Regions from separate parts of the Sus scrofa genome. Here region 2 is linked to region 1. Evidence: chromatin contacts called from public Hi-C data. All regions are on one chromosome and are shown on one strand. Each heading gives the region's core, a stretch centred on a gene start, on an enhancer-like site or on the middle of the called end of the contact. The rest is flanking DNA. Distances are from core to core; before and after follow the strand shown. Region 1 has its middle 470 kb from the start of EFNA5. Region 2 overlaps EFNA5 (ephrin-A5).

Evidence for each region. Hi-C and Micro-C count contacts between places; a contact is called where the count stands out from the background.
Region 2: a contact with region 1 is called in a Hi-C map of fetal heart ventricle, with 5 times the contacts expected there. The contact joins two enhancer-like sites. A contact is called at or near these places in 1 of 5 promoter capture datasets (liver), 2 of 47 Hi-C or Micro-C datasets (fetal heart ventricle and heart right ventricle) and 1 of 2 datasets of contacts at active chromatin or transcription factors (skeletal muscle).

What each region holds. Positions count from the first base shown.
Region 1 is chr2:112,353,745-112,358,667 of Sscrofa11.1, forward strand. No RefSeq gene overlaps it. Among named protein-coding and RNA genes, the nearest start is that of EFNA5, 470 kb to the right of the region's middle. Within about 2 kb of position 3,582, at least 12 of the 83 cell types and tissues checked have an H3K27ac peak or open chromatin away from gene starts, as enhancers often do.
Region 2 is chr2:112,809,729-112,814,964 of Sscrofa11.1, forward strand. All of the region lies in intron 1 of EFNA5 (ephrin-A5), which reads right to left. Among named protein-coding and RNA genes, the nearest start is that of EFNA5, 8.9 kb to the right of the region's middle. Within about 2 kb of position 2,098, at least 2 of the 83 cell types and tissues checked have an H3K27ac peak or open chromatin away from gene starts, as enhancers often do.

The DNA.
Region 1 (4,923 bases), core at 2,332-4,831:
ACCCAGTCAGCTACTGTGTATCTTCTGTCTTTAGTCCATTGACATTTAAAGTGATTAGTGATAGATAGGTACTTATTGCCATTTTGTTACCTGTTTTCTTATTATTTTTGTTGTTCTCTTTCCTTTTCTTCTTCTTAGTATCTTCCCTTATGCTTTGATGATTTTCTTTAATGGTATGCTTGTACTTTTTTCTATCTAGTTTTTGTGTATCTAGTGTAGGGTTTTGATTTGTAGTTATTATGGGGTTCATATATGTTGACCTATAACTATATCTACTTTTAAGTAACTGGTAATCATTTCAGTTCAAACATATTCTAAAAGATCTGTTTATTTCCTCCCCAAATTTTGTGTTTTTGATACCATGTTTTACATCTCCATATTTATCTCTTCACTGTTTATTGTGGTTATAGTTAATTTGTCAAATTTTTTTTGTCTTTTATCATTGTACTAATTTAAGTGGTTGGGCTATAGCATTTACTAAATATTTTTATTTACTAGTAGGATTTTTTTTCCTTTCCTATAGAGTTTACTTCTTGGTATAGTCTTTTCCAATTAGAGAAAACCTTTTAACATTTCTTTTAGATAGGTTTACTATTGATGAACTCCTTTAGCTTTTGCTTGCCTGAAAAATTCTTTCTCTCTCCTTCAATTCTAAATGGTAATCTTGCCAGATAGACTATCTTGGGTTGCAGTTTTTTTCCCTTTCAATGTTTTAAATATATCAGACCACTCGCTTCTTGCCTGCAAAGTTTTTGGAGAAAAATTACCGATAGCTTTTTGGGAGTTCCTTTGTATGTGACTTTAGAATTGTCTCATTATCTTCAACTTTTGCCATTTTAATTATCGTATATCTTGTTTTGCTTCTGTTTAAGTTCATCTTGTTTGGGACCCTCTGTGCTTCCTGTACCTGGGTACCTATTTCCTTTCCCATGTTTAGGAATTTTTCAGACATAATTTCATCAAATATATTTTCAATCCCTTTCTCTCTTTCATCCACTTCTGAGACCCCTATAATACAAATGTTGGTACACTTGATGTTGTTACAGATGCCCTCTAAAGGAGTTCCCTGGTGGCATAGCAGTTTAGGATTTGGCATTGTCACTGCTGTGGCTCATTGTCACTGCTGGAGCTTGAGTTCAACCCCTGACTTGGGAATTTATGCATGCTGCAGGCATTGCCAAAAAAAAAAAAAAAAACAAAACAGAAGCAAAAACAAATTCCCATTAAATTTTTCTCATTTTTAAAAATTTATTTTTATTTTTGATGTTCTGAATGGTTATTTCCACTATTCCATCTTCAGATCACTCATGCATTTTTCTATATCATTTACTCTGCTATTAATTCCTTCTAGTATGTTTTTCATTTAAGTTATTGTATTCTTCAGTTCTTCCTAGTTCTTTTTTTATATTTTCCAGTTCCTTGTTAAAATTCTCACTGTGTTCATCTGTTCTTTTTCCTAATTCAGTTATCATTCTTACTACTAATGTTTTGAACTCTTTATATGGTAAATTATTCATTTTTGTTTAATTAGTTGTTTTTTCTGGGGTTTTTTTCTATTCTTTCATTTGAAATAAATTCTTTCATCTTCTCATTTTGTTTATACCTGTGAAATTAGGTGAAATAGTTACATATTGCAGTCTTGAAGAGGCTTATATAGGATCAGCCCTATATAGTTTGTGTATGTCCAGTGGTTTGGTTGGATAGCTGGGTCTGACTGTGAGCACAAGTCAGGTAATTCCTTGGGGTGTACTGGCAGCTATCATATTGGTGGGATTTGGGGCAGGAGATGAGGGACTATAGCCTAAGCCAGGCTTGAGCTGGGGCTTCTCCACTTCTCAGTGTCCAATGCTTCCTCTTCTAGTGGAGGTGGAGTTAAGTCCAAAGTAACTGGAGTAGAAGCCCTGAGGGTGGATAGAGTTCAGGCTGGTTCTGTTCTCTCTAAGAATGTGTTCTTCCCACTTCTAGCATCTGCATACTTGGCCCAAAGATGAGCACTGCTAGGACTACATGAGCTGTAGTGGTCCTGGCTCCAGTCCATGTTCTGGATTGCTCCTGATCCACTTCCTTGGTAAGCATCAACAGTGGCCACAGTTGCTCTATTCAAATGCTGTTCCAGCTCCAAGCTAGCTCCATCCCTCACAAGTGCACACTCCATTTGGCAACTGCTGCACTTCCTCTAGTATGGAGCAGTGCCATGGAGCAAGCAGGGCCAGAGCCGAATCTGGGACAGTTACAAAAAAACTGGCCAGAGTCCCAAGTAGTTTCAGTCTGTTTCCTCCACCTTGTTTCAGGAATAAACGTGTGTGTGTGTGTGTGTGTGTATGTGTGTGTGTGTGTTCTTCACATGTAGAGTCTAGGTTTCTCACAGCCCTCCTGTTAGACTCACTGGTTTTCAAACCCACTAAGGGGACCCGTGTTTCCAATGTTAATCCCCTGGGCTAGGGCACCCAATATGTAGCTCAAATCACTCTCCAGGTAGGACTTCCAAGCCCATGTAGTCTCCCTCTTCTGTGTCCCCTCCCAGGTGCATAAGGCCTGGCCTGATTGCTTTTCTACCCAATTCCATGTGGCTCTTTCTTACAGCCTGGGTAGTACAAGAGTCTTTCTGCCAGCCTCCAGTTTGTTTTCATGAAATTTTTTCTGCACGTGGATGTATTCTTGATGTGTTCATCAGAGGACATGAACCCCCAGTACTCCTGCTCCACCTTCTTGGTCTTTATCCTCAAATGAGAAGATGTTATCACTAACATTTATTGATCCCACATACATGTCAGGATAGTTTCAAAACATAAAAAGAAGAAAGCTTGTTTATTTTAATATCTTGCTTAATTGCAACTTTGAAATATAACTTAGTGCTAGTAATTTTCCAAATGAGGGATACTCTTGGCATGTTTTGCTTTGTGCATCAACTCGCTACTCTGTTATTTTTTTTAATTAGGTGACTAAGCAGAGGCATTTTGAGTATGTATCATATAGCAATTTTACATTTCATACAGTAATGCAAAATCTATTTTATTAAGCCCCTTTACTTCGCTTAAGAGGAAAAACCTAGGTAGGTCTCCATTACACAGGTAGAGTGAAATGCACCCTATAGTTCTGTCAGATTATAGAGAGCTAGCCATGTGCTTCCAGGAGTAGGAATGGTTTGCTGAAGCATACAAGCCCAGCAAAGGAAAACAAAGACATGGCAATCATAATAATAGTGACAACTTTAATAGTAGAAATGCTTCAAAAATGAGTGTTTTGCAGCAGGCAAACTCTCCATAACCTGCAGCTTGTACATAATGTCTGACGTAGTCTGGCTCCAAACATCCCCAGTTAGAAACAACAAATGCTAAGTGCCAAGTGAGACCAACAAGATTCCTAAGCAATGATGAATATGAAGAAAGGATAGAGCAGGGCACCCATGCCATGGCCAACCTGCTCTTCCCAGTTCCCCAAGGTGATGAAATGTGTGACTGTCACAAGACTCAGTAATACTGTTATAATTGGGATGTACAGGGAATAGATGCCAGCTGCAGAAACAGTATGTGCTTTGACAAGGAGTGTGTTGCAAGCTGCTGCCAGCCTGTGCCTGCTGCCAACTCCACTCAGCTACAAATAGAAATGACGATGCACAGTGGGCCATAGCTCTTGTAGTAGCCTTTATCAACTGCTGCTTCAAGACCAAGCAGGGTGCAGAATTCCAGAGTGGTCATGACAGTCTGCAGGTTACTTACACATCACAGAATGGTACTTCTCAAAGTATGTCCACGGTTCTCCTACATTAGTATCAAAAGAAAAGCTTGTTTAAAAATGCAGCTTCAGGAGTCCCCATCATGGCTCAGTGGTTAACAAATCCAACTAGTATCCATAAGGACGCAGGTTCAATCCCTGGCCTTGCTCAGTGGGTTAGGGATCCAGCATTGCTGTGGGCTGTGGTTTGGTCATAGATGTGGCTTGGATCCCATGTTGCTGTGGCTACGGTATAGGGAGGCAGCTACAGCTCCCATTTGACCTCTAGCCTGGGAACCTCCATATGTCACACGTACAGCCCTAAAAAAATATTTTAAAAAAGTGCAGCTTCATTCCCCTCCCCAGACCTATTGAATCAGAATCTCTGAGGGCAAGGCCCAGGAAACTGCATTTTTAAAGATACCTGGTGTTTCTTATGAACTCTTTGATTTGAGAGCCAAGGTCAAGTGAGCCCAAAAAAAAAAAACCAAAAGCACAAATTACAAAGCCATGTAAGGCAGGGGAAAATATCATCTTGCATTCTTATTATGCTTTACAATTTACCAGGAGCTTTTTTTTTTTTTTTTTTTTTTTGCTTTTTAGGGCCACAACTGTGACATATGGAAGTTCCCAGGCTAGGGGTCTAATTGAAGGTGTAGCTGCTGGCCTACACCACAGCCATGGCAATGCAGGATTTGAGCCACGTCTGTGACCCACAGCACAGCTCATGGCAGCACCGGATCCTCAACCCACTGAGCGAGTCCAGGTGTTGATCCTGCATCCTCATGGATACTAGTCAGGTCTGTAACCCACTGAGCCACAACAGGAACTCCTACCAAGTGCTTTTATATGTAATCTTCATTCTCCACAAGTATATTTACAGAAAAGACAATACCTTGGAGATCTGAGTTGTCCAAGAATAAGAACATAGTTTAAAAATTCTTTTTAAGATTAAAGGTATTTTAGTAAAGTCTAGAACTCCTGCCAATCTACTGTTCTCATTCATGGTAATGATAATTATAATGACATGAATAACAATAAAAAGAAAAAAATGATAGCAGCCCTTCCTATGTGCCAGACAATTGTGTCAAGATTCTATGTTCATTATCACATTTAATCTCTATAACGACACATGAGATATTATGCTTCTAGTTTTACAGTTGAGGAAATTAAGGCTTACCAAAATTAAATTAGGTTCCTTAAGATAAT
Region 2 (5,236 bases), core at 848-3,347, 450 kb after region 1:
AGTTTGGAAGACTGGTCCTGACTGAGTGTCCTGGATAAGTGGCCAGGCCTTTCTCACTGTACTTTAGGGACCTACAAACTGCCTTTTAAACATGGACATTCTAATCAGGGCTGCTATTTTAACAGTTTGTATACTGTTTCTGAAAAGAAAATCAATTACATGGCATCAGCTAACAAAGAGTGGTTCATTACTTAAAATTTCATAGCTTTTTAAAATTCTCATTACTGCTGGAGGTTATTCAAAACAACTACAAAAAAAAATGAAGAGTGTTGAAGGGTATTAAAAAAAAAAAAAACTATTACTCAAGTGAATTATATTGGGAAAAGAAACAATAAACAATAAACCAAGTGCTACCCACATGTAAAATTCTCTTCTTAACACATTCTTATGTTTTGTTCACTTTATATTTTAATGTTTCCTCTTTCTCAAAAGTACATTCTTTTGGCATATACTCCTAAGCTTCCGAAGACCAAGACTCCTGAAGGACTAATTGTATTCATTCATTTTCTTGGCCCAGCATGAAGCTAGTAGCTTGCTAGGCTCATAGCAACAGGGGAGAAGAGGAAGCGCTCATCTCTATCTGTTCTTATCCAACAGGAAATCAGGCCAGTGGACAGAATGCAATGGGATGCCTCTTCAAACAGCAACTTGCAAGATTAAATGGCAAGAAATTCACAAGGTTAATTTGCTCCCCCTGCCCAAACTAAGTGCTCCTTCCAAATCTGATCCTCAACCTTTAAGTTGGAAGCCTCTAAAGCTACTGATTATCAGCCAGAACACACATGGCAACAAGATATTCCTTCAGTGAACCAATGGTTTAGTTAACACCACTACAATCAACGAACAGGGAGTAATGAACTACTGAAGGCTCTCTCTGATTCTTTTAATCATAAGGAGTTTATTGACCCTAGTCTTACACTGGAAACACCAAATGAGACTGTACAGCTAAGTGTGCTTCAAACAGCCAGTGATGTTCCAGGCCCCTAAGAAAAAGGCAGCTATTTCTGAGAGCTTATTATGAATATATAACACAATGCATAAAATCAATGGAACATAACATTTCAGTAACTTGTTTTGCCTTCAAATCTCTATAGAAAACTGGCCAAAAATAAAAACCACACTTTTCTTCTACAAATTTCTAGATGCAAAAAAGCGTAAAAGGAAGAGGATTCATTTCATGTCTCTTACAAGTAAGGGCAAAAACATAGGCTATCAATGCCCATCATACTGCTTTATTTTTATCCAGATGTTTACACAAACTCTGATATAAATATCGAAATAAAAGAATCATCCCATTATATCTAATAACATTGATCTATTACACTGAGGTTGAGAGTTAATAAAGTTGAAAGAGTCTAAGTAATTGCTTTTATTAAAGAATTTTTATGTTTCTAATATAGGAAATATTATTTAAAACACTTAAATCTTTAAAAATAAAGTTAATCCTTGACAAGGTCGGTGATGAAACTCATTCAAAACCAAGATCAACTCTCCAACTTTCTTCAAAACAAGTTCTTAGATTTGAACTAAATTGATTTTATTTGTTTGTCAGTGGGAAAGGCACAGTACTGGTATACTGGGGTAAGTACAATAAAACACTGGTGGCTCAGATTTTGCAAAATCAAACAAGTGAATTTTGAAAGAGGAAAAATACGTAGGGGCTATAATTAGGAAAAACTGCTTCTCTCTACATATTCACATACGTAAGATCTATATACTGCCTGGAAGATTTGGGAATGTTGACCTAAAATTCACATCACTTTCACAACTACGAGATTACATGATAGAAAAACTAAACAGTGTCAATTACCTGCTGCCCTAACATGAAATGTTTAATTTACAAGTCCAGAGAAAACTTATGATTAGGTTGAAATTCAGAAAATCCCAGATGAATTACAGACTTTTTTTTCCATAAGAGAATAACATGTTAAATTGGTAATACTCAAACCGTACTGAGGAGAATCAGCATCTTAAAGTATGCTGGTTATATCTGCCGCTGTATTATTTTACTATTCCATTCATTAATGCCAAACCAGTAGGAGACATGTTTAATTATCCTAGCATCATTTTGATAACTGGTCAAATGAATCCAATAACTTTACAATATATATAGCATTTGAAAGAATATTCTCTTTGGAAGGACCAAAGTGTTTATAACATGCTTCAGATTAAAAGGCTTATTACTGATACTGAGTCATCTCTAGCTTTATAAACGTAACTACTAAGGGAGAACATAAAGAAAGTTTTTATTATTGAAAGTCTTTTTAAAAGTCACTTAAAAGCTCTTTACATTATTAAAGAAATTAGGGACAAATAGTAAGAGTCTCCTTGATTTGGATTTTCATTATTCAAACTTACTTAGTAATAGGCCAGTTCAGAATTGAGCATAACATTAAAAAGACCTTTCTGCTACACTCACTAGTTAGGTGAAACTGATACAACTTTTCAAATGTTTAAACAGGAAAGATGCATTTATGAAAATGTTACATATTTCCATTCAGACTGATAGGTTTCAGTTGCTGTTTTAGAGATCTGGAGCAAGTCAACATATAAAATTAGTGTGGCCCACCTCCGAATAATAAATATTGACAATTAATAAGTTACCATCATTTGAAAACTGAACATCTAATTTCCAGAAGTGAATACCTGGGAAGACAGATTCTAACAGCAAAACTATCAAATGGCAAATAAGTTTTATATTTTTTCTTCTGTGGACTTAGATCTTTGGATGCTTATGATACTGCAGAAGTCGGTAATGAAACCCAATGCAGCTGATAAACTCCTGTGACTACACAAGTTACAAAATGAGATATCGAAACTCTGGGATCAAGGTGTAATACCCACTTTTAATTTTATCTAAACATAATTTCAAATCAAAGTACTGGTGAGTATTTATACTTATTGGTATAAGCTAAAGTGTATTTACTTAATTTTGCCACAGCATCCATTTATTATCAGCTTAATGTGCCCAGTGAACTTTCCTTCTAAGAGAAAAATGTTTTAAGTCTATTTAAGTTGCAATTAAAGTTCTCTATTTTTTTCCAGAAGACTGAAGTCCTCTGGTAATATTACTTTAGCAAGATCTTAAAAGACAGGATTTGTGTAAAACCAAAAGGCATAGCTACCTTATGCTATAAAATGATAAGAGATATGAAGGAATATAAAACATTAAATTTTAAAATTTAGTAGACCCCTACAAATTGTCTAAAACAGTTCTTCATTACCTTTTTGATAATCTGTGTTTCTTTCTAAGTCACTTATTTTGCATTTGGCTCCTTTTAAATTACATCCAAGCTGACTTTTCTTAATTCATCCAAAAAAAGGCACCATCTCATTCAACATTTCTAAAATAAATCTGCCTACCAATTCCTACTTTTAAAATTATAATTTTTTAAAGTAAGTTTTTCTGCATTAACCTATGAAGATAAACACATCCGCAAACCCCTAAGAATAAGTTAGAGCTGAATCTAACTTATTCATCATTCTTTCACCATTATCAAATTGATAATGGCCAAATAGAGAGGTATTTCCACAAACTTCAAATTAGAATCCTGACTTACGAATACTCATGGTATTTTAAAATTCTACAGATTAACTTTGGGCAGGTTGAAAGCCACCATGGCATCCTGAGCAGAAGAGTTTTCTGCAGGCAGGGCAAATCTATTAAAAAACATGACCTGTAACAAAAATCAATGTGCTAATCTCAAACCAAACAACAGTATCAAAAAGCATAAAACAGAGATAACCTAAGATAAAATGTCCTCGAACTAACTCAGACTAGCTTGACAGGTTAAGAAGGAGGGGAAGAGTGGGGATGTTGCTGACTCTGTTTTATCCCAGGATGCCTGAAATACCCATATATCCAAATAAATTAACACCATGAGAAAAGATTCCACTGTGAAGTTTGGAGTGGGAAAGAAAAGACAAGCCAGAGCCAAATGTCCCAAATTCAACTAACTAATTTCACTGTCGTTTTATTTAAAAGGCCTAAAGTTTAGAAATATAAAAATATAAATTCCTCTCTTTCGTATAGGCTGCCTAATAAAGCCCAAAGGGGAATAAAACCAACATAATGAGACTTGCTTTTAACGCCATCACAACTAGAAAGCTTGCTCTATTTGTCTTGTCAGCTTTAATAAAAGGCATCTCCTCTGGCAGGATGGCTTCTCTTTCTCTTTTCCTAATAGTGGCAAGTGGCATGTCAAAGAAGAAATAGTCTCCCATCCCACCACCCACCTCCAGGAGCCTTTTTTTCCCAAATTTGGAGGGATGTCTCCACTTGGGCCAGGCGGTTTTATCAGGACTTGGGCTACCTGAGTGTAATTATCTTTCCTGGGGAGCAGGGTGGGGAGACTCTTTCCCCCTGCTTGGCAACTCGTGGACCGCTGGTGAGGAAATCTGCCCATCTTCATCAGAGAGGACATTACTTCTAGCAAGGGGATCCCTCCCATGCCTGCATAACAAAGGAAGGCGGGAGGCCGGCGGAGAGCCACCGGGAGGTAGGAAAAACTGGAGGCGTCCGCAGCCCCCCTCTCCTCAGGCGCGCAGGGCGCGCAGCAACTACAAACTCTCCCCTTGGCCTCCCGCCTTTCTCCTCCCAACTTCCACTTCAGCCCCGGGAAAAACCTGGGATTTTAGGAATAATCGATGTTATTTCCTTCCTCCTCGGCGGGCACTGAGACCAACCCACAGCTGGAAGCTGGCCTCGGTCCCAGAGAAGCAGAGCAATGTGGGCCCAGCGGGGCCGACCGCTGCCGGGAGAAAGTAGGTCTCGGACCTGCTCTGGATCAGAAGGGGTCCGCCCGGCACTCTGGACAACCCCCACCCCTACCCACTTCCACAGTCCGTGAACAAGGAACGTGTGCAGGTGGCCTGGGACCAGCTGGAGACCTGGGCCGGCCCCCGGCACCCATCCTCTAGCCTCCCGAGCACTCCGCAGGCTTCAGGAACACCCGCAAAACGGTTCCAGGTAACCGCTCGTGTTCCTCCTGCTGCACACTGTCAGGCATCAGACGAAGGGCTCCCACCTCCTGGTTCGGCCAACTCCAGCAGCTAGCTCCGCACGCATGACGTAACCCGGCATTAGATCAAACTTTCTGGCACCTTGAGCCCACCGGGGGGTGGAGGAGGTGGGAGAATCCTCTCTACTGCCAAGAGCGCTGGGCCCAGACAGACCTAGTTGCCGGATGAATTCCTCGCAGTTAAAGAGGAAAATAAAAAATCTAAAGCTTCCGCT